Regions from separate parts of the Gossypium hirsutum genome. Here regions 2 and 3 are each linked to region 1. A link is a contact called in public Hi-C data. All regions are on one chromosome and are shown on one strand. Each heading gives the region's core, a stretch centred on a gene start, on an enhancer-like site or on the middle of the called end of the contact. The rest is flanking DNA. Distances are from core to core; before and after follow the strand shown.

Region 1 (3,116 bases), core at 299-2,798:
TATATCTATTTATATATGGTGGTCAACAGTCTCAGCTCTCAGCTACCACCAGCAACATTTTGCACTGCCATTACCATTACATACATACAAATATACACAAGGAGACACAACTCACATGTCCATGTTGGGTCTTCAAACCTCGATCCTCCACTCTACAGTTTCCATCTATCAACAAGGTCTTGATAGGAACCTAAATTTAGAAAACATGGAAACTTTTAATCATTAACAGCAGTGGATTCATTTAGTAATGGAATGCATACACTGCAGAAAAGCAAACAGTCAAAAGAAACAGAAAGAATCCTTAAAGAAAAAGAAATAATACTTCTCTGTTTTTCTTTCCCTTAACTGTAAGAATCTACATATATCGAATACTTTTATCAACAAGATGCTCCTGATTTTATATAAAGAATTGCAGCATCGGCTGTTCCATTACTAAAATTAAAATTAAATCCACGGAACTGCATTTAATTTACCGTTCTAAAAGCTACTTTTCTCCCTTCTCCAGTCCAAAAAGAAGGCGAATTAAATCTAAGCGAACCATAAAATACTTCAAAAACATGTTTGATTTCCTAAGAAAAATTAACAACTTTCAAACAAAAATAATTAAAAACCTGACTATCTTGTGGCTTTCTCTTGTAGTAAGCTAGAAGCCGATTTTCGAGCACGAAATATCGCATGTGTATGAAGGATCGTCCGATCTTCCTTCGACCATATCTCACCATCCATCCTTCGTACACCACCTTCGACATTCCTGCCCTCTCAAAATCGACCACCACCAATAGAATTTCCAACTCCTAAGTCCTCTGATATCTCGTCGTCCCTCACTTTATCGTCAAAATCGCGAAAACGGTAATTCCTAATTCTCAAATTTGGAATTGGAAGAGTCTCAGGATTCAATTTCGACAGTGCAGTGAACCCGAGAACCGCAAAAAGAGAAATTTAATTTTGTATACTACGATGAAGCAATAACAAAAAAAAAGCGGCAATAAAAAACAGTTAAATGGAAAGAAGGAACAGCAGTAAGTAGGATCAAGTAAAGTCTTCAGAGGTGAATTGAACTCTATGAAGAAGAAGAAGACGACGACGACGAAGAAGACAATAGAGAGCGAATTTTGAAATCAGAAACAATGAACTGATAATATTTTATTTTAATTTTTTAATATAAATTATTTATATACATACAAAATATGCGAAAATAAAATTAATTTTTAAAAAAACAGGGAAGAGCCTAAGGAGATATCTAACGCGATGGTGCCGGCATCGACGATGGTTGGGAAATAATGAATACAACGATGTAATTCAAAGTGAGGCGACGGTGCAATTGAGGAGACGGACCACGTAAGTGTGGAAAGAAAGGGCGCACGGAACTAGGAAAACGCCACGTGGATGATTATGATTGGGTAAGTGGGGCAAGTATCTTTAGAACCTTGAAGCTTTGCCAAATCTGATAGTAAAGGCGGGGGGCCTGACTTCCATGTTTACTTTCAGTTTCTGGGCAGTATCTGACAATATAAATTCTCAGTTCAAGAAAATAGAAATATGCTTTGGTCCCTGCTGAAGCGGTTAATTACAAAGAAGTCTTATCTCCTAAGCATGATTATGTTATTTAGGTCAAATTCTGCTATTAATCCTTATGCTATTTGTAAATCTCCGCTTTAGTCCTTGTCAAAGGTGAAGCCAGAAAATTTTCCGTCGATATATTTTTATGTAGGTTAAAATGTAATTTCACAATTCTAATTTTTCATATCTTTATAGTTTTTAAATGATTAAATCATAATTTATCATTTTTAGGTCAAAATATAATTTTATCATTTACTAAATTAAAATCTTGTAAAACTTAAAGGGCCAAAGTTAATTTTTTTTAGGGGGTCGGGCCCTACCGTCCCTTGTCACCGCCTTGGTCCATGTAATCTAATTTAGTCAATTTTAGCCTTTATACTTTTTTTATTTTTGCAATTTCAGTCCTAACAACAATAATAGTTAAACTCATTAGGATCAAATTATGTTGTTAGCCTTGCACTATACATTAGTTGTGAATTTACTCCATATTCTTCAATTTGGTTATTTTTAGTTCATATATTTTTCAAATTTTAAAATTTTAATCTTGTCCAAAACAATAATTTTAAATCCATTAACTAAAATGATATAAATTTTTTGTGAATATTATGTGAAAATAATAAGGTGACATGATATTATACATGTGATAATATATTTATTGCATAAGATTTTTATAAAAAGTAATTTTGAACTCCAAATTAGAGTGTAAAAACAGAAGTCTATAACTTACACGTAGTAGATGTTATAATAACCAATAATTGAAATTTGACTTATAAATAAACTTCTTGAAACTAGACTTTTTTAATTCATATTAGTCTTAAATTTTGGTAATTTTTCTCAAATTTATCTCTAAATTTGGGTTAATTAAAGTGTGATGACCAGATATTTTAGAATTGAATCATATCATCACTTAAAATTTTTTAATTTTTTAAAATTATAATTTTACAATAAATTTTTATATTTATATTATTTTTAGATTATATATATTTATAATTTACATGGAAGTACCACATTATCAAATTTTTTAAAAAAAATTCCCAATCCCGAAACTAAAGGATGGAAATTGAAAAAAAAGAAACTAAATTTAAAGATTAGATATTAGTTTAGCCCTAGGAATTTGAATAGACAATATGATGATGCAGCCGCTATCCAAGAACATGTGCTAAACTTGTCATTTTATATAAAGACTCTTTTATTTATTTTCTAGATGAATTTTATATATGGTAGAATTAGGTAGCTTTGTCAAAAAAATTCCTAATAATACTAATAAATAAAGAAAAGTTAAATGGTCCAACATGGCTGAAACACGAGGGAGGGGTGGGTTGCTCTAGTTGTGGTTGAATGAATGAAAATTTAATACAAACATTTAATTCAAATCAACTGTTTGCGAATGAGAAAGGAGAGTTTAAGAAAGGAATAAGATGACCAAATAGTTGATGAAATATTTTTTTTTAAAGGAAACTGGGCTTTGATTAAAAACGAAACTAGTACAGAAAACAGTCCAAAAACAAAGAAAAAAAATAAATCCAAAAAAAAACCCTAAAAACCCAAACAAAAGT
Region 2 (3,293 bases), core at 642-3,141, 150 kb after region 1:
CTTGTACCTAATATCATGCAAAACAATGATAAGCATAAATTACCATGCAGAAAATCAATAATGTATAGCACATCCCAAATTAAACAACTTACCTGTCCATTTTCTTGCGGAACAAAAACTAGCCCTTTCTTTATTCAGGAGATTTATAAGAACCAAGGATAGACATGTGACAATTATCTTCGGTAGAAGATGGCTTGTACTTAAAACTATAAAACATAAAAAAACAGCTTTGGCGATCAGCTAAATCCACCATTAATTTTTGCTGGAAACATGCAATAACATTAAGCCAGTGTTTTTATGGTGGACGGGCTTCAAAGCCTTATTTGGTACCAAACCCGCAGCTTCAAGACCAAAAAAAGGCATCAACGAAAGGAATGGATGAGCTCCACAAAACATACTGATACGATAAAAATGATTGCTCCAGTCAAAAGGAAGGATTCCAAGCTCAAGATACACTCACTCAGTTCAAGAGCTTAATTGCAGTTAACTCATCTATACTAAATAGAAGCAGTTGCAGAGTGCTCAGCAAACCAACATACCCTCATTAATCAGTATCCATCAGGAGAAACAGCAAAACATTAACTAAGAACTACTAATGCTAACGCTTAGTAAGCAACTTCCACTCAATTACTACAAGCCCTGTGATAATAGAAGAGAAAAAAACAAAATATGATAAAGGTTAGGAAAGGAATAGGTCGTTGATGGATTGAGAAAAGATAAATATGAGAATATATAGTGTACCTGGAAGGTGTTTTCTCATGACTGGATGTTGTATCAACAATGCACTGCCAATTGAAACATTCAGAACCTACCTATCATATTCTTTTGTCAAACAGAGAATAAAAAACGCTTACTTACACAAGTGTGCTAAAGATCCAGCACCTATCTTAGAAAACAAAATTCATTGCGGCTCCGTGTTGAGTATTAAGAGGAGACTGGGCACTAAGTGCAATTGACAAAAGAAACCAAAAGAGAATCTCCATGGACAATAAACCGCCAGTCAAGTACTTCTTGGAATAAAAAAACCCGGAAAAGGTTGCAATTTGACCAGAAGCAGGCTTTCTCCATGTCTTGAAAGGAAAGCTAAATCCCTTTAAATCCAAGTCCGGTGCAATCTAACATTAAAATAACATCGATGGAAACTTGAGTCAACAGAGATCCTAATTTAAGCATACGGCATCAAAAAATGCCCAAAAAGTGGAGTAGTATATACATCTTAGAAAGCGAAACCTCATAAAGGAGTAAAGGCTATATCAAATTCAAGCAATATTCAAGCAATAATGCATAACTAGCAGCGAGCAATCATATCATTAAAAAAATTTCAATGCCTGATTATAAATAAAAAGAATTCCTATTCCCTGTATATGAACCAAACAAATAGGATATGAGACAAACACGCCAAATAGAAACAGGAACAGAACATTTTACGAAAAAAAATTACTAAATACTACAGAAATTTCGTGACAAAAATAAAAAGAGCAAAACCTAATAGATTAAATTACCAAAAACGCAAAACAAAAATAACAGACAATAGATCCATTTGAATTGAAAAAAACTCTTAATCTAATCCTAACCAAAAAGAAAACACAGAGCAGAGAAAAGAAGAAATTAAATCGGATGAGATCAGATCCATGTGAAAATAAACGGAATTAGATACCTGGAAACCAACCGGCATAAGCACCGTCGGCGAGGACGGGAAGAGGTGGAATCCAGAGCTTCGAAATTTGTGTGTGTGTCAGAAAAGAATTAGATAAGGAAAAACGATTTGCATGCGTGTTTGGGGGAAAAAATAAAAGGTGGAATACCTAATTTATTGTGATATGTTTGGGTGGGAGAGACTTGAGAATCGGGGAGTCCCTCTCGTGTGAACCAAGAAACCGCTTTATTTTAGCGGTTATTTTTAAGGTGTTATTATTTCCATCCATTTATAGTGACCCGATTGGCCCGGTCGGTCGATCACTTTCAAGCTTTATTCTATTCTTATGTTACGGTGGGTGTCGGATGCCGTCATCATTTTCTAATCTCTTCTTGATTGGGATTTGGGACAACTAACGTCCACGACTCCTACGCCTATTCCTTCTCTTCTTTCCATAATATTAATCAATTTATTTCCGTCTTTTTTTCCTTAACTAATCATCTAATTGTCATTAGGAAATTTCAAATGAAAACTAATACTCTATAATTATAAATACAAAGAAAATTCAAATTTTGACTTTTTAAAAAAAAAAGAAAAGTAAAATTTGTAATAGGTAATATACACCGTTCTTATCATATCTATTCATTTTAATATAATATCTAGAATTATCTATAGTATTTTATAATTCTTAAATAGGAGGACAATACATTTCAACGTACTCGAACTCATATCCTCCTGCACTAACAATATATCAATGTCAATCAAACTAAGACTCAATTCGTTAAATTTAAATTTTAAAATCGACCATATAATAATTAAAATATGTTATAATTTATGGTGTAAGAACCATAAGTGTGAGTGTCTCTGTAATCTATGTTTACTTTTTTAAACAGAAAAAAAATTTAAAATAACTTATTAAATGAAAAATATATATTGTACAAGAAAACATTAATAGCCTAACTTTTTAATCTAATTAATTGATATTAACGTTAAATGCTATCAAAATAGGTGATAAATAAATTAAATTTAAATTAATATTTTTTAAATGTATATATAAAATATCTAAATTTTATAAAAATATATTATATAAATCCGTTAGTTGGTAATTATATTTATAATCTAAATATAATAGGAATTTTTATTTTATTTATTTCTTACCATATTTTATAATCAAATATACAGTAATTAATAATTATTGCATATTTTACACGATCATATTGTAACTTCGAAATAATACGAAAAGGGGTGTACTTCATAACAACAAATAAAAATGTTAATTTATTGCACAAATAATAATACCACTCGTCACAAAAAGAATATTTCACTAGTTAATTGAAAATTTTACTTTAAATAATATATATGATTGTAATCTAAAATCGGTCCACTGACTTGAGTTTAAGTTAAAATTTACTTTAAAATATAAAAAAATAATTATGAAATATTTTTATTACATTGATATTAATAAATAATAATATATGTTTTTGGCGCATATATATAATATCTATACTATTAATAAAGCCTTTAACGGACTTGATTAAGAAACTATGGAAATGTCTTTATGTAATTAAAAAGAATTATATTATTAGACGGTTTTTTAGTCTTTTTATTTTAATAAAAACCAATAAAAATATACATATTATGATATTTAAATTCATGC
Region 3 (3,007 bases), core at 145-2,644, 210 kb after region 1:
GAAGGTGTGTTGAGGACCCTAGATCAATGGCATCGGATTTAACTGGTTCATCACTTTTAGGGCTTGAGATAGCTTCAAACCGTGATATTGTTGGGATCGCTCTAGCCAATTTAATTGTAAGTCCTAATTCTTTTCACCAAGCTAGTTTCTTGCTTCAAAAAATGCTGCTACATTTATCACTTTCTTCTAAACTATTAATGCCTCAAAAGTATACTTCCCTAATTTCATCTGGCATATGAAATAATAAACTTAAAAAATTTGCAGAGGTTTCACTGGAAATGTGCTTCGAGATCAAATCTTGGTTTGATGCTAACTTCTCCCCTTAGGCATGCTCATAATGCTGATGAGAACCTAACAAGATCGATAAACCAAATGTCCCTTTGTTGCGGCCTCAAGATCTTAAGTAAATTCTACTTTAGCTTTATTATTTTAGTAGCATAACTTTCTGACACTTCATGTATCTAGTAGCAGTATCTGTTTTCTTATGCCACATATGACTGCTTTGATCCACCTATCAACAAATTCATTATGCATTCAAAGGTGATGACAGTGTCGATCTGCGTATTTAGCATCATTTAGTGCGTATAGTTTTATCTGCTGTATTCAATTTACCAATGGTGTAAGAGATGTGGTGATTTGTGTTACTGATATTGTGAATGTGAGATGCAGCTTATATTTTGTAAAGAACAACTTGATATTTTGCATGCTAAACATTGGATTTCTTTGCAGGCTAGCTATCATGGCTTCAGAAAGATTGTTGATTCTGCAGCCACATAATTGGGCACTAAGGAGAGACCATGGCATGATGCTGTACTATAATAGGTATGAATTTCTAAAACTTCCTAATTTAAAAAAAAAAAAAAAAAGGTTCACATGAAGGTCTTTTTTAAGCTGATGGTGAAAATAACATTTGATATTATCAAAATGTTAGGGAGTATGGCTAGGCAGTGCAAGAGCTTAGCATCTGCATGGCCTTTGCTCCAGAAGAAGAGGCGGAGCTTCTTGAACCATTTGTTGAGAAATTACACTTAATGCGGCTGGAATCATCATGGAAATCTTTGGGACACACAGCTAGCATGACGGTTAAATGATATTTGGATATTATAACCTTGTATCTCTCAAATCCTTATTGACCGAATATAGTTCCACGGATGAACTCTGAGACTGTGATTAACATGGCTTTTCTTAGTCACATGAACAGATGAACTCCAAGGTATAGAAATGTATTGGAGATCTGTAAGCAGATTCTAAGTTGAATACTCCAAACAAGAGGGCACGCATTCTGTGTGTTCATGTGCCACATTTGTTGTTGTTACATGAAGGAACGAGGAACCCAATCAAATTATAAGTTGAAATGGCTATGTATGGAGCCGTTAGGATACCCAAATCTCACATTTTATTACTTGCTGGGAGCTGAATTAATAGTAGATGTGAAACCAACAAGGGAATACATTTTAAAACTTGCAATTCTACAACCCCATAACCAAAAGTTTGATTTATGGCATCTCCTCCTGCTTGATGAAGTCTCGGTACGTACCATTTTTCGGCTTAAACTAGAATCAATTAGTTTAACCACATTTATTTCGATCAATATTATTTTATATCCATGCGATACAAAATTTTAATATTCTAAATGAAGTTTTAATAACTGTTTTAAGGATTGGAGAAACAAAGAGAAGAAAGCAAAAAGAGAGAGAGAGAGCGAGAGAGAGAGAATGAAGACTTCCTATTTCAAGTTTTGGATTTTTAGGGCTTCGATGATGATCTCTCGCTGATCCCATCTGTCAGAAGGAAGTTATCGATGAGGAGAAGTATATATAAGAAAATTAGGTTCGATCCAACAATAAAGATTAAATGTTGAATGGGAGAAAGATTAGAGTTCAAACGAATTCTGATTCTAGGTGATAGGAGGTTGATTTTAAGAGAACTTAAATAGGCAAATGAGAAGGGAATAAGGTGGTAAGGGAGAAGAGAGAGAAAATAAAGAAAGGAAAGAAAAAAGAAAAGAAAATTAAAATGAAGTGGTGGTAATAAAATGAAATTCCAGCTTGACACAAATGATGATAATGGATGATGTTAGTGTACAATAATTAAAAGTTGATAATTTAGGCAGAGACATTTTTTGTTCAAAACCCTGGAAAGTATTGATACTCCCAATATAAAGCGGTAAGGTCGATACTATTACTAACTTAGGCAGCCTACACGTTTATGCTTGGAGGTCAAAGGGGGTTGAAAATGGATGATGCACTTCTTTTTTGAAATAAAAAAGTCGCTACCCCATTAAGAGAGCCACCGCAAAAACCCTCCTTATGCTCTGAGGCTCTAAAGCCCTGGGCTGTCTCTCACACGCTCTCCTCCAAATGGAAACTACGTTGGTTGTTCAATTTCAGAGACATAAACCTTCACAGTAAAAAACGCCGATTTTTATATATGTTAATGTTAGTGAAATAAACGAGGAGCGACAGTGATGGCCTGCGCTTCCAGTTGCAGGCCTTTGTTCCTTTCTTCACCCTTCCCTTCATCATCTTCTCCCTCAAGCTGTTCGCTTACCACCCCTTTTCTCTTTTGCCTCTCACCCATCAACCCGTCTTCTAAGCCAATTATCACTACTCTTACTGCGAACTCTGGGTCCTTCCCTGTTCTCTCTGTTGGTGGCGGATGTGACGGTGGCAACAACAACAACAACGATGATGGACCTTTTGGGTCCGATTCTTGGCGGTGGAACGACGATTCTTCATCTTCATCTTCTCATTCTTATCCTTTTCTTTTGTTTCTTTCTTCACTCCTTGCTTGTTCCTCCCATTCCCAATTATCTTCCGCCCTCGCCAGAACCAATGGGGAAACAGAGGAGGATGACGTCGTTTGGGAAGTGAGAGGGAGCAAGTGGACTAAGCTTATTCCTGATTTCTCAGATGATGCATTTGTTGTTTCTAATGGGATTTCGAATTTAACCAAATTGTTGTCCCTCTCAACTCTTTGGGGTCAATGCAGAGACCTTGTGATGCGG

The links. A called contact is a pair of places that touch in the nucleus more often than the background predicts.
Region 2: a Hi-C map of leaf shows a contact between it and region 1, with 2.5 times the contacts expected there. The contact joins the promoter of LOC107900678 here to the promoter of LOC107900664 in region 1. A contact is called at or near these places in 6 of 34 Hi-C or Micro-C datasets (leaf and seedling).
Region 3: a Hi-C map of leaf shows a contact between it and region 1, with 2.2 times the contacts expected there. The contact joins the promoter of LOC107900681 here to the promoter of LOC107900664 in region 1. A contact is called at or near these places in 4 of 34 Hi-C or Micro-C datasets (hypocotyl and leaf).

The regions. Positions count from the first base shown.
Region 1 is chrD08:55,290,346-55,293,461 of Gossypium_hirsutum_v2.1, reverse strand. It overlaps LOC107900664 (protein ENHANCED DISEASE RESISTANCE 2), which reads right to left and starts at 1,548. Exons shown (of 22, transcript XM_016826333.2): 1 at 612-1,548; 2 at 116-190. The coding sequence starts at 749. LOC107900667 (a long non-coding RNA gene) reads left to right here and starts at 2,995. Exons shown (of 3, transcript XR_001684997.2): 1 at 2,995-3,116.
Region 2 is chrD08:55,141,428-55,144,720 of Gossypium_hirsutum_v2.1, reverse strand. It overlaps LOC107900678 (cyclin-dependent kinase F-4), which reads right to left and starts at 1,891. Exons shown (of 20, transcript XM_041098426.1): 1 at 1,806-1,891; 2 at 1,658-1,715; 3 at 859-1,115; 4 at 742-785; 5 at 93-639; 6 at 1-7. The coding sequence starts at 100.
Region 3 is chrD08:55,082,266-55,085,272 of Gossypium_hirsutum_v2.1, reverse strand. LOC107900681 (protein root UVB sensitive 1, chloroplastic) reads left to right here and starts at 1,394. Exons shown (of 8, transcript XM_016826363.2): 1 at 1,394-1,529; 2 at 2,992-3,007. The coding sequence starts at 1,519. It also overlaps the pseudogene LOC107900683.